Linked DNA regions of Bombyx mori: region 1 is linked to region 2. The links are chromatin contacts, called in public Hi-C maps. All regions are on one chromosome and are shown on one strand. Each heading gives the region's core, a stretch centred on a gene start, on an enhancer-like site or on the middle of the called end of the contact. The rest is flanking DNA. Distances are from core to core; before and after follow the strand shown. Region 1 overlaps LOC101737750. Region 2 overlaps LOC101735441.

Region 1 (5,698 bases), core at 1,526-4,025, 140 kb after region 2:
TTGCTATAATTGTTTCATGAACTTGACTGCAGATGATTTTTCCGACATCCAACATTTTACACCACCCAGGCTATTTCTGCTGCGAAGCAGTAACGCATTCCGGTTTCAAGGTCAAGGGAGCTATTATCGACCCACATTGACATTGGCCATTAGCTCGTCCACCCATATATACAATATATATCCCCCGTCGTACGGATTTCTTTTGTTTGTTTTAAGTTTATTTTATACAAAAGTTTATGTATTTTATTTATCGATTGAGGCACTACGAAGTCTGCCGGGCCAGCTAGTAAATAATAAAAACAGGCAAACGAAAACACTTCATTTATTTGCTCGCAAAACTAATATCGGTGCAGAGAGGCGTCACAAATCCTCCATCAAGGCTTCCACAAATCGTTTATAGGACAATAGAATCTTCTAGGCTCATTAGTTACGCCATTTAAAATAAGTTTTCAAGGTTAAGTCTTCGGTTCACCGTCATGGGAACACTAAATTTATTATTCCTAAAATCCGTGCAAGATTGAGAAGAACAACTATGGTATTTGTAATTTTGTTTTACGAATTTGACAATAGTGTTTTTTTGTTATGTTTTCTGCATTTCCTTCGTGGCATGAATTTTGAATCGGACAAAAGTAATTTCAATTATTAAAAAAAAAAAAAGGTAATTTGTTTTTTTGTAATATGCACGTGATGATTATAGCAATTTCTTTAAAATTCAATCCTTTAAAAGCATAGTACAGTTGTAAAATTTAAAAAAAAAAAAAATTTTTTTTTCATCACATCAGTTAATGTTAGCTTGCACCAATATCTGACAAGGTCCAGCCTATCTTTGATGTGAAGCAAAGATTTACTGGCGGGATAGGGCGTGTTATGAGTCCGTACGGGTAGGTACCACCTCCCTGCCTAGTAGTGCCGTGAAGCAGTAATGCGTTTCGGTTTGGAGGGTGGGGCAGCCATTGTTCTTTAAAACTGAGGCTTGAACCTGACATATCAAGCTGGCTGTCGGAATTTAAGCAGTTGATTGCTATGGTCTTTGTTAACCATTTAGCACCAGGTGCTCTGTGAGCTCGTCCACCCTTATAACTCTCTCTCCCTCTCTTATTTCTCCCACACGGTGGTGGGGTCAGCTTTCCTTATTCTACTCCTCCACTTCCCTCTGTCTTCTTCCACCAATAAAATAAAAACCAATAAAAAAGGGTTCCATTTTGACGGGTGCAACAGCTGCTGTGCTACAAAACGGTGGAGACTTAAATCTCTCGTTTCAATGTGGGTGGAAGCATTCTTGACATCTATTGATTTTAATAGCCCCTTGACATAGGCTTAAATATAGATAGAACTTGTCTGCAAGAGGAGCAGAAAAAGTAATTTGCCATAATAAACCTTTTGGCAATAAATTTAAAATGTAAAAGTTGTAATTACCTGTAAATTCTCCAATTCCTTTTCAGCACTGGCAGACAATGCCAATAACCTCTCAGTCTCCTTCTTCTCGAGATCCAAAAAGTAATAGGCATCTTTGACTGCCTCCCCATTGATTTCCTTGCCGTTGACAGCATCGTTATTCAAGGAATCATCAATTTTTATCACAGATACACCGTTCGTCACCACTTCGCTGAGTTCAGTCTTCGTGTCCAGTCGTGGAATGTCTTCTTCTAATTTCTGCGGCGATAGTTCAGCTTTAACACTCTTTTTTGGTGAATGTATTGGTAATTGGGCCCGAAATTCGGGTCTCAGGTGCCTGAGCACAGGAAGAGAGACGCTAGAATCTAAATTCCCATTTGGACTAGTGTAGGCGTCATCAAAGCTCTTGTTTAGTTTCCTTACCGAGTATTCCGGACAATTTAGAGATTTCTCTGTCAATACCTTCGAATCATCGTCTTCACTTTGACTTTTCAATCTTTTCTGGTTAAAAAACCCCTGGGCTAAAGCTCCGGGGCCGTACAACCTCTCGACCCGTTGTTGAATGAAGCTTTTCATGGGACTCGTCAACTTTTCTCCATTCTCTTTCGTTATTTCGACCCTCTTCGACATCCCGTTCGACGATATCGTGTAAGATTCCGATGTAAACCTAGAGTCCTTGCCGTTACTGGTCACAGTCTTCCGGAAATTCGTCTCGGAATAGCTCGATTTGAAGGTGATCTCCTTTGCATTGTCCAATTCGTCTTTCTGATGGAGCATCGAGGTAGCAAAGTTCTTGCTCTCTGTCGATATGTAAGGGCGGCTTGTGGTCGTCATGTCGGGGCCCAGAAAATCGTCTTTCAACTGTTTGTTTTCAGCGGCCATATACACATGGAGGGTCGATGTTGCCAGCGACGGATCAGTGTGCGCCTTGGAAGGCGCTTTCGCCGTCAAATCGGTTGTATCATGAGGCCCGAAGGTGGGGACGAGCAGTTTGTTCGCGCTGACCGGCACGGGTACCAAGAGTGAATTATTTTCGCTTCTATACTGATATGTGTATGTTATCGGTCGGATTGGTGACGCTTCCCGGCTCTTGTTTATGTCTTGCCTTAGTTTCGAGTCGTAGGTCGTTAAGTTGGTATAGCCATTTACGGAACAGGCTAGGTTCAAGTAGCTTGGTTTCTTTTGGGGCAGGTCGTCTCTACGTTTGTGTTGTCCACGGGATCGATGACTTGACGAGTCGACGTGAACTTTTGGGGGTGGTTTCAGGAGATGCTCAGATTTCCTAGGAGTCGGTGTGGTCTCCTCTGGGGTCCTGATTGGGGTGACCACCGGGGTTGGGGTCAAGTAGTTTTGTTGTAGATTCGAGCCGGCCCGCTCTTGTATGCGGGATGTGAAGTCTCTCACTCGACTTGTGGTAGACGATGGAGTTAGGAGATTCAGACTACCCGATGTTGTATCTGAAAAGAGAAAAATTTATTATGTTACATTTTCAATGAAAACAATCATGAAGATGTATTTAAAATTACTAGAGGTCCCGCAGTAGTCGAAATTCGACTATAATTAATTGGAATTGTATAATAAGTTTGTACACTATTATGATTGTATTTTATACTTCTATAATCACAAATTTCGCCAAGACTACACTATAAAAAAATATTAATAAAGACAAACAATATTTAATCTATTCTCAATTTGACCACAGACGTCAAGAACAAAAGTTTGACAATAAATAATATGCATGCGTGTGTGCGTCAAATACATGGTATGTAGTGTGTGTAATGTTTTCTTTATTGATTTAATGTATCTTTTATGAATTATTTAAAAAAAAATTAGCATTGTGCACTTCTCTATATTCTCTATAAGTGTGGAAAATTACATACTCTTCCGTACGCGCAATTTTCGTAAAAAGGGATACAAAGTTTTTGCTTCACGTATTAATATATAGATCATAAGCTACCAGAAATCGGTATAAAATGTTTCCAGTAATCTACCAATAACATACAGCATGAAACAAAAAAGTTTAGCGAGGAAAACAGGAGGGCGGGTTTTAAACACTAGCATGTGGTGGTAGGGCGCCTTGCGGGCCAACACAGGTACCACCACACCACAAAAAAAAAATACAACCCTACCTAATTCTAAAGCAGTAATGTGTTTCGGTTTGAAGGGTGGGGGCAACAGCCATTGTGCTTTAAAAAGTAAGACTCAGTGAGACACAAGATGGGATACGCCGATGAGGATAATGTCTATTAGCTCTGGTGACAGCTTAATATCAGGTAGGCGTGAGTTCGCTCACCCATCTCAGCACCCTTTTCACAGAACCCAAAACTTTCACATGAGTCGTCTATTATCAAAGGTGGCAATCTGTGCATTTGGACAAAAAAAAAAATGATATGTCAATACAGATTGATTTGAATATAATCGTCTCCTTCAAAGAATACGGTTCAAAACCTGCATTAAATAAAGGTTAATAGTTAACCTGTTATTTATCTAAGATGTCGTTCCGAAGAGTTTTGTGACTGCCAATGGAATACAAAGTCAATAATTCGTTTTTCTGATTTACCAATCATTGTCCAAAAGTCAGATTGCCGCCTTTGATAATAGACGACTCACATAAGGTTCTAGGTTACTAAAATTCAAATATTTCATACACAAGTCAAATATACAATTACATATCTGGTATGTATGACATGATTTTTTTTAATACGTATAGTTACTTTCGAAATCCCTTTATGAATTTTTTTATTGCTTCGATGAATGGACGAGCTCACGGCCCACCTGATGTTAAGTGGTTACCAGACCCATAGACATCTACAACGTAAATACCGCCGCCCACCTCGAGACATGAGTTCTAAGTCTCCGTTTTTACAGTACAACGGTTACCCCGCCCTTCAAACAGAAATGCATTACTGCTTCACGGCAGAAATAGGCAGGGTGGTGGTATCTACCCGTGCGGACTCCCAAGAGGTCCTACCGCCAGTAATTACGCAAATTATAATTTTGCGGGTTTGATTTTTATTACACGGTTTTATTCCTTCACCACATACAAAAGCACCGGGTACCTTATTCTTTAGATCACGACAACTTCCAATTTTTTTTTAATAATTAATTAATTAGTCAACTATTGTGATTTTATACATTCAACTCACACACAGAATAACATACAGGTACTATAATATTGCAAAGGTTCGACAGCAGGTTTTAATGTTTAAGATGTATTAAAAAAACTTTTAAGATATACAATGGTCTAGCTATAATCTGTTATATATATTACTATTTTATTATATTACTGTTCACTACTATATTATTGTTGGTATCCTTGTTTGGCTGTAACCATCTACGATCAAATGAAGCTTCAAATATTCGATGGCAATGAAAATATCACTAAAAATTCATATAATCATTCGCGACAATGTCAGATAAAAATCTCATCAAAGACTAATCCAAATTTTAAATAGCCTTAAAAATTCTAATGTTTATCCAACATGAGCAGTTGTCAATATACACAAACATATCAACAAAATAAATTCAGAAACCTGCATTAAAATAGAAAAAATCCATACCAAACTCACAACAAATAAAAACTAGGTAATAATCACACATCATTACACAACACAAATCAGTGAATTTCAATAATTAACAAATATTTATAGAAATATAACTAGTTTTACCTTTCATTTCGGTAAAATATCTTATCTGTTACGTTATGATAAGAATATATTGCACGAGTTTCATAATCTATATTGATAAAATATGTTCATGTTTATAAATGAAAATGTGGAAACAAAATTTATCATTAGAATATACCTCAGGGCAGAAATAGATGGCAGAATAGCTAACTAAGTAATATGTGAATCAATATTATAATTAAAGCACCTTTTTTTAGTTTATATTCCTAAAAATTAACTTACTTTTATAAAGCTCACAGGTTTGTACAATTACTCTAGTTTGTACATAATAAATGCTTTTGTCATAGCACTTTCAGTAGAAGGAGTGCATTTCGTTATGGCAAAGCTATCGTGGAATATGATATACACCATAGTCGATAGGTCGATAGTCCTGCGCTCGCGGATCGCTTGGAACCTCTGGGTCTACGGAGGGACTTCGGTTCTCTCTGTGTTTTATACCGCATGGTCCATGGGGAATGCTCTGAGGAATTATTCGAGATGATTCCCTCATCTCCTTTTTATCATCGCACCTCCCGCCATCGGAGCAGAGTTCATCCATATTATCTGGAACCGCTGCGTTCATCGACAGTGCGTTTCCAAAGATCTTTTTTGCCACGTACCATCCGGCTTTGAAATGA
Region 2 (5,656 bases), core at 2,496-4,995:
GTATGTTGTGACATAAAAAAATTGAAATTAAAAATTTTGTCAAAAAATAAAAAAATTAAATTTAGGGGGATGAAAAATAGATGTTGGCCGATTCTCATAGATACCGGATAAGCACAAAAAATTTCATCAAAATCGGTCAAGCCGTTTCGGAGGAGTATGGCAACGAAAACTGTGACACGAGAATTTTATATATTAGATATATTTTTTCTTCTTTAGCCTGCACGGTTTGTGCATTTAGCCACATACAAGGGTAAAGGTAGGGAAACAGGAGAAAAAGGAAAAACGGATAATTAAAAAGAATGGATCAGGTATGTATGTATATACATAATTACAATTTGATATTATTTTTCAGGATAAAATTTGAAATACATAAATAAATATCATAGTTCATAGTACATAACAAAGTATTGATAGAAGTCGGGAGTGGAATACTAAGGGATGTTAAGAAATCAATAAATGAGGAACAGTCATTTAAGGAGCACGCGAAAAAAATATGATTTAAATTGCCAACATCAGCGCCGCAATCACACATATTGCTATTGACTATACCCAATCTAGCCAAATGAGATATAATTTAATTAATAAGAAGCGACTGTCTTTCGGAATTTGAGGGTTGGCCCACAAACATCCACTGTTGGGCAAAGGTCTCCCCCAACCGACCGTGTGACTCAGTGGTAATATTGTTACGTCGGTAAGAGTAACGCCATCTATCGCCGAATAATCGAACGAATATCGAAGGATCTAGTAGCACCTAGAACGCTCGAGAAGTACAACGCCATATATTATCAGATAGCGGGAACTACTACTAGAGATGTGTGGAATATTCTCGATAATTCTAGAGATGAGATATCGGCTATAAAAGCGTTGCCGAGATGGCACGCAGTCAGCCAGCAATCGAAACTACTCGAAGCGAAACAGCGAACGGATCACCGGAACCGAAGCGGAAGACGCGAATTGAGAATTTTGAAGTGTTTGTGAAGCGTTTAAGTGTTCTAAGTGTTGAATACAGTTCTTAGTTGTACTTTGGTGGAATTTTATTTATCCTGAACCCCAGTGCGTAACAATAACATCCCATCTCTTATAGTGAGAATTTTAAGGTAAGCGACTAAGGGGTTACCCAGATAATGGGCAGTAGCGGTCTCAGTTTTTTTTTATTGGCTTTGTAGGCAGACGAGCATACAGCCCACTTGATGGTGAGTGGTTACCGTCGCCCATGGACTTCAGCAATGCCAGGGGCAGAGCCAAGCCGCTGCCTACCGCAAAATATTATAACAGCAAACTGCGACCACCAGCCCGTATGACGACCCCCCAAAATGACAGACACAAACAAAAAACCCTTCGAGTCCCCGGGAACTTCATTATTCCTGGTTACGGTGGTAGCCAAGTTTTCGTGGGGCAGGGAGTAGACCGGCGACTAAACCTGGCAACATGAAACGTGCCTACTGCGAACCGATGAGGAGATTGTGGTGGAACATACAACAAAACTGATATATGGCGGTATGGTTTGAGTGAGAATTTTGTAATAATAGTTTTTGACATTAGAATCATTATAAGTGTACAACTTATAATTTCAATTAATTATAGTCGAATTTCGACCACCAGGGGACCCCTAGTTCCTATTAATACTTGACATAATTTAACATATCGATTTCGTATCGGTCCCGTTATCGACATGCACCAATACAATTCTTACGCACATCCCTACATCTCTCCATGAGAACTGTAAGTGCGAGCGAGACAGACAGACAAATATGATTTATGATTATGACCCGAAGCCTCAGTTCATAATGCGTCGACTATAGCTACGCTAGTGCCGCCCGTCCCGTGACGGTGAGTTCGTTTTACACTGCAATTAGTTTTTTTTAAGGGATTTTATGACCTGGTAACTAAGACCTTTAGGTCAAGTGTTATTTTAATTTTAGTGAAAACTTTTTTATATGAAACATGGCATGAAATGAAATGAAAACGAAATGAAATGAAATGTGATGATATGGGATGAAATATAATCTCAATAAAATGGTGGTCATTCACTGAGACTTTTTCAGTGAACTTTTTGGAGGATCCCGAGAAGTTACGTTCAGAGGATTTGTTTCATTTTCCCGCATTTGTGCACTTTCACAGATACTAAACATTTAATAAACCACCGTTATTACACATTTAAACCTGAAGAAACACTAAATAGACAAGATAATTACTGGTGGTAGGACCTCTCGTGAGTCCGCGCGGGTAGGCACCACTGCCCTGCCTATTTGTGGCATGAAGCAGTAATGCGTTTCGGTTTGAAGAGCGGGGCAGCCGTTGTAACTATACTTGAGACCTTAGAACTTATATCTCAAGGTGTGTGGCGCATTTACGTTGTAGATGTCTATGGGCTCCGGTAACCACATAACACCACCCATCGAAGCAAAAAAATAAATAATAATAATAATAATAAAACAAATCACACGACTTCACTCCTCGCGTTCCACGTCAAAAAGTCCGCTGTAATTAGTTTCCATTAACATACAAGCCAAGGACGTACGTACCCGTAAGATCGTGCCGGCTCGCGTGCGCGAGTCCCCTGAGCGTGAAGTCTGCGGTGACGAAGGCGTCGGGCGCGTCGGGGGGCGGCGGCCCGGCGGCGCGGAGCTCCACGGAGATGGCGGTGTCCAGCGACAGCGGGAACTGCTCCTCGTGCCGCTCACTCACTGGTGACGAGGGCGGCGGAGTTTTCGGTCGGAAATGTAACCTACGGAAACAGAATAACGAGGATGTACGTCAATTTTTATTGTTTTTATTTAATTGGCACGAGAATATATTTTCATACTGTATTAGAGGAATAAAATAAATAATAGTTTAAAAAATGTAACAAAATACGCTTTTATAGATAATCCAACAAAAAAATAGGAAATAAATATTGTATATGTATATATTATTATATGTAATGTTTACTGTATGCACTAAGTTAGTGTTCCTAATTCTTCTTTCCTTTTGCGGGCCTACTGGAAGAGATTTCAACATGAAATAAGTAGTGCCCTTGTACTCTGTATCCTTATTGTCGTGTTTTTTCTAACAACTGTGTGTACAAATATATTAAATAAATAAATAAATAATTTTTTTTATGAATTTGAATTAAAAATAGTGTAAGAAAAAATAGTTTATTGTAAAAATGCATGAGGTGCATGGTAGAAGTGGTTATAAATATTTTATGAACAGATATGAGTAAAAGGGTTATTTTGATAATATCCTGAAAAGCATGTGTGGGCTGTATGCTCACAGCCCACCTGATGTTAAATAGTTACTGGAGCCCACAGACATCTACAACGTAAATGCGCCACCCACCTTAAGAAATAAGTTCTAAGGTCTTAGTATAGTTACAACGGCTGCCCCGCCCTTCAAACCGAAACGCATTACTGCTCCACGGCAGAAATAGGCAGGGCGGTGGTACCTACCCAAGCGGACTCACAAGAGGTCGTATATAGGAGCTACGTATTTGATTAGAAAAATTGGTACCTGCCAGCGGGATTCGAACACCGTTGCATCGCTATATACGAATGCACCGGACGTCTTATCCTTTAGGCCACGACGACTTTTGTATCAATAATGAGTTAGTGTCACAGAGAGACCACCGTGCGCTCACCAGTCAGCGTTGACCTCGTTGATGAAGCTCTCGAACTCCCTCTCGACGGGGTACAGGCTCTGGTCGGAGTCGTAGCTGCTGTCGCTGCTGGTGCTGTGCGCCCGCTTCCTCATCTCGTTCCTCAGGTTCTCCCGCACGACTCCGTCTATAGTCCTGGCGCTATCACTAATATCACTTTGCACATCCGCCGGCTTCACTTCGTCGAGCCCCTCGAGGTCTGCCTTCACGAGCTTGAGGTCCGCTGGAGGCGTGACGTCATCGTGGCCGGGCTTCACCGGACAGATCCACAGGTCCGCGTTCTTGGCCAGGTGTTTCCTGAACGCTCTCCGCCAGGGGTACTTCCCGCTCGTCTCGTAGTCCCTCGTCAGAACCTTGGGCGTTCGATGAGCTTTGGTTTCGAGCTCCATCTGATTAACAAGTTAGGCTTTTAATTAATGTTTTAAACGTACAGTTAAGCATAATGTGTGTGTGTGCGTGTATGTGTGTGCGTGTGTGTGTATGCGTGTTTTGTATGTGCGTGTTGTGTTGTGTTGTGTTGTGTGTGTGCTTGTTGTGTGTGTGTGCTTGTTGTGTGTGCGCGTGTTGTGTGTGTGCGCTTATTGTGTGCGTGTGCGTGTGTGTGTGCGTGTGTGTGTGTGTGTGCGTGTTGTGTGTGTGTTTGTGTGTGCGCGTGTTGTGTGTGTGTGCGCTTATTGTGTGTTTGTGTGCGTGTGTTTGTGTGCGTGTGTGTGTGTGTGTGTGTGTGTGTGTGTGTGTGCGTGTTGTGTGTGATTGTGTGTGTGTTTGTGTGTGCGTGTGCGTGTTTGTGTGTGTGTGTTGTGTGCGTGTGTGTGTTTGTGTGTGTGTGTGTGTGTGTGCGTGTTGTGTGTGTGTGCGGGTGTGTGTGTGTGTGCGTGTTGTGTGTGTGTGTGTGTGTGTGTGTGTGTGCGTGTTGTGTGTGTGTGTGCGTGTTGTGTGTGTGTGTGCGTGTTGTGTGTGCGTGTTGTGTGTGTGTGTGTGTGCGTGTTGTGTGTGTGTGTGTGTACGTGTTGTGTGTGTACGTGTTGTGTGTGTGTGTGTGTGTACGTGTTGTGTGTGTGTGTACGTGTTGTGTGTGTGTGTGTACGTGTTGTGTATTTGCGTGTTGTGCGCTCGTGTATGCGTGCGTGTACCTCCTCGGTGGCGCGCGCGCGGTGGCTGGCGGCGTGCAGGAAGCGGTAGGGCAGCGCGGTGAGCAGGCGGTGCAGCGGCGTGTGCAGCCGGTCCAGCGCTGTGCGGCCGCCGCGCGCCTGCCGCCGCCGCGCGAAACCGATGCACGCGCCCGTCTGCAGCGACGTCAGCGTGTACCTGCCGCGCGACAACACCTTACTCACTTACTCACTCACTCACTCACCCACTCTAACAGCATCGTGGCTTGAAAGAGAAATACGTATAAATCTCTAGTTTGAGCGAGAATTATTTTTTTGCCTACCTACTGCCGATTGCCGCCAAGGCCCATTCTGTCTTCACCGAAGGTGTAAGAGAACTCACAGGACTCAGCCTAGGAGACTTTACTAATATTGGGTCTAGCAAAAGCAGTATTACGCTGAACTTGCCAACAAATCAGAATTGCACATATTTTTTTGATTTCGGTTTGACGAGTGCGACAGTCTTTTTATTCTAAAACTGTGCCTTACACCTCACGTTTCAAAATTGGTGATAACATTTAGGTTGTTGACGTCTAAGGGCGACTGTCTTTCGGAATTTAAGGGTTGGCCCACAAACGTCCACTGTTGGGCAAAGATCTCCCCCAACCGACCGTGTGACTCAGTGCTAATTTTGTTACGCCGGTAAGAGTAACGCCATTTATCGCCGAATAGTCGAACGAATATCGAAGGATCTAGTAGCACCTAGAACGCTCGAGAAGTACAACGCCATCTATTGTCAAATAGCGGAAATACAATACAAGAGTTGTGTGGCCCATGTGCTAGATGGTCACCAGAGTGGGCCGTGAGCGTGTCCACCCACCCTGGCCCCAGCGGTCATAGACTCCAACCACTACACCATCATGTGTACTGC

What was found. Hi-C and Micro-C count contacts between places; a contact is called where the count stands out from the background.
Region 1: a Hi-C map of whole pupa shows a contact between it and region 2, with 2.6 times the contacts expected there. The contact joins two enhancer-like sites.

Annotation. Positions count from the first base shown.
Region 1 is chr2:5,749,001-5,754,698 of ASM3026992v2, forward strand. LOC101737750 reads right to left here. Exons shown (of 9, transcript XM_038015055.2): 4 at 1,417-2,852. All of the region lies in intron 3 of LOC134200481 (a long non-coding RNA gene), which reads left to right. Among protein-coding and RNA genes, the nearest start is that of LOC134200515, 8.7 kb to the right of the region's middle. Within about 2 kb of position 2,776, at least 4 of the 8 cell types and tissues checked have open chromatin away from gene starts, as enhancers often do.
Region 2 is chr2:5,612,841-5,618,496 of ASM3026992v2, forward strand. LOC101735441 reads right to left here. Exons shown (of 18, transcript XM_021352672.3): 11 at 4,771-4,945; 12 at 3,620-4,026; 13 at 2,526-2,728. Among protein-coding and RNA genes, the nearest start is that of LOC101747230, 29 kb to the left of the region's middle. Within about 2 kb of position 3,746, at least 6 of the 8 cell types and tissues checked have open chromatin away from gene starts, as enhancers often do.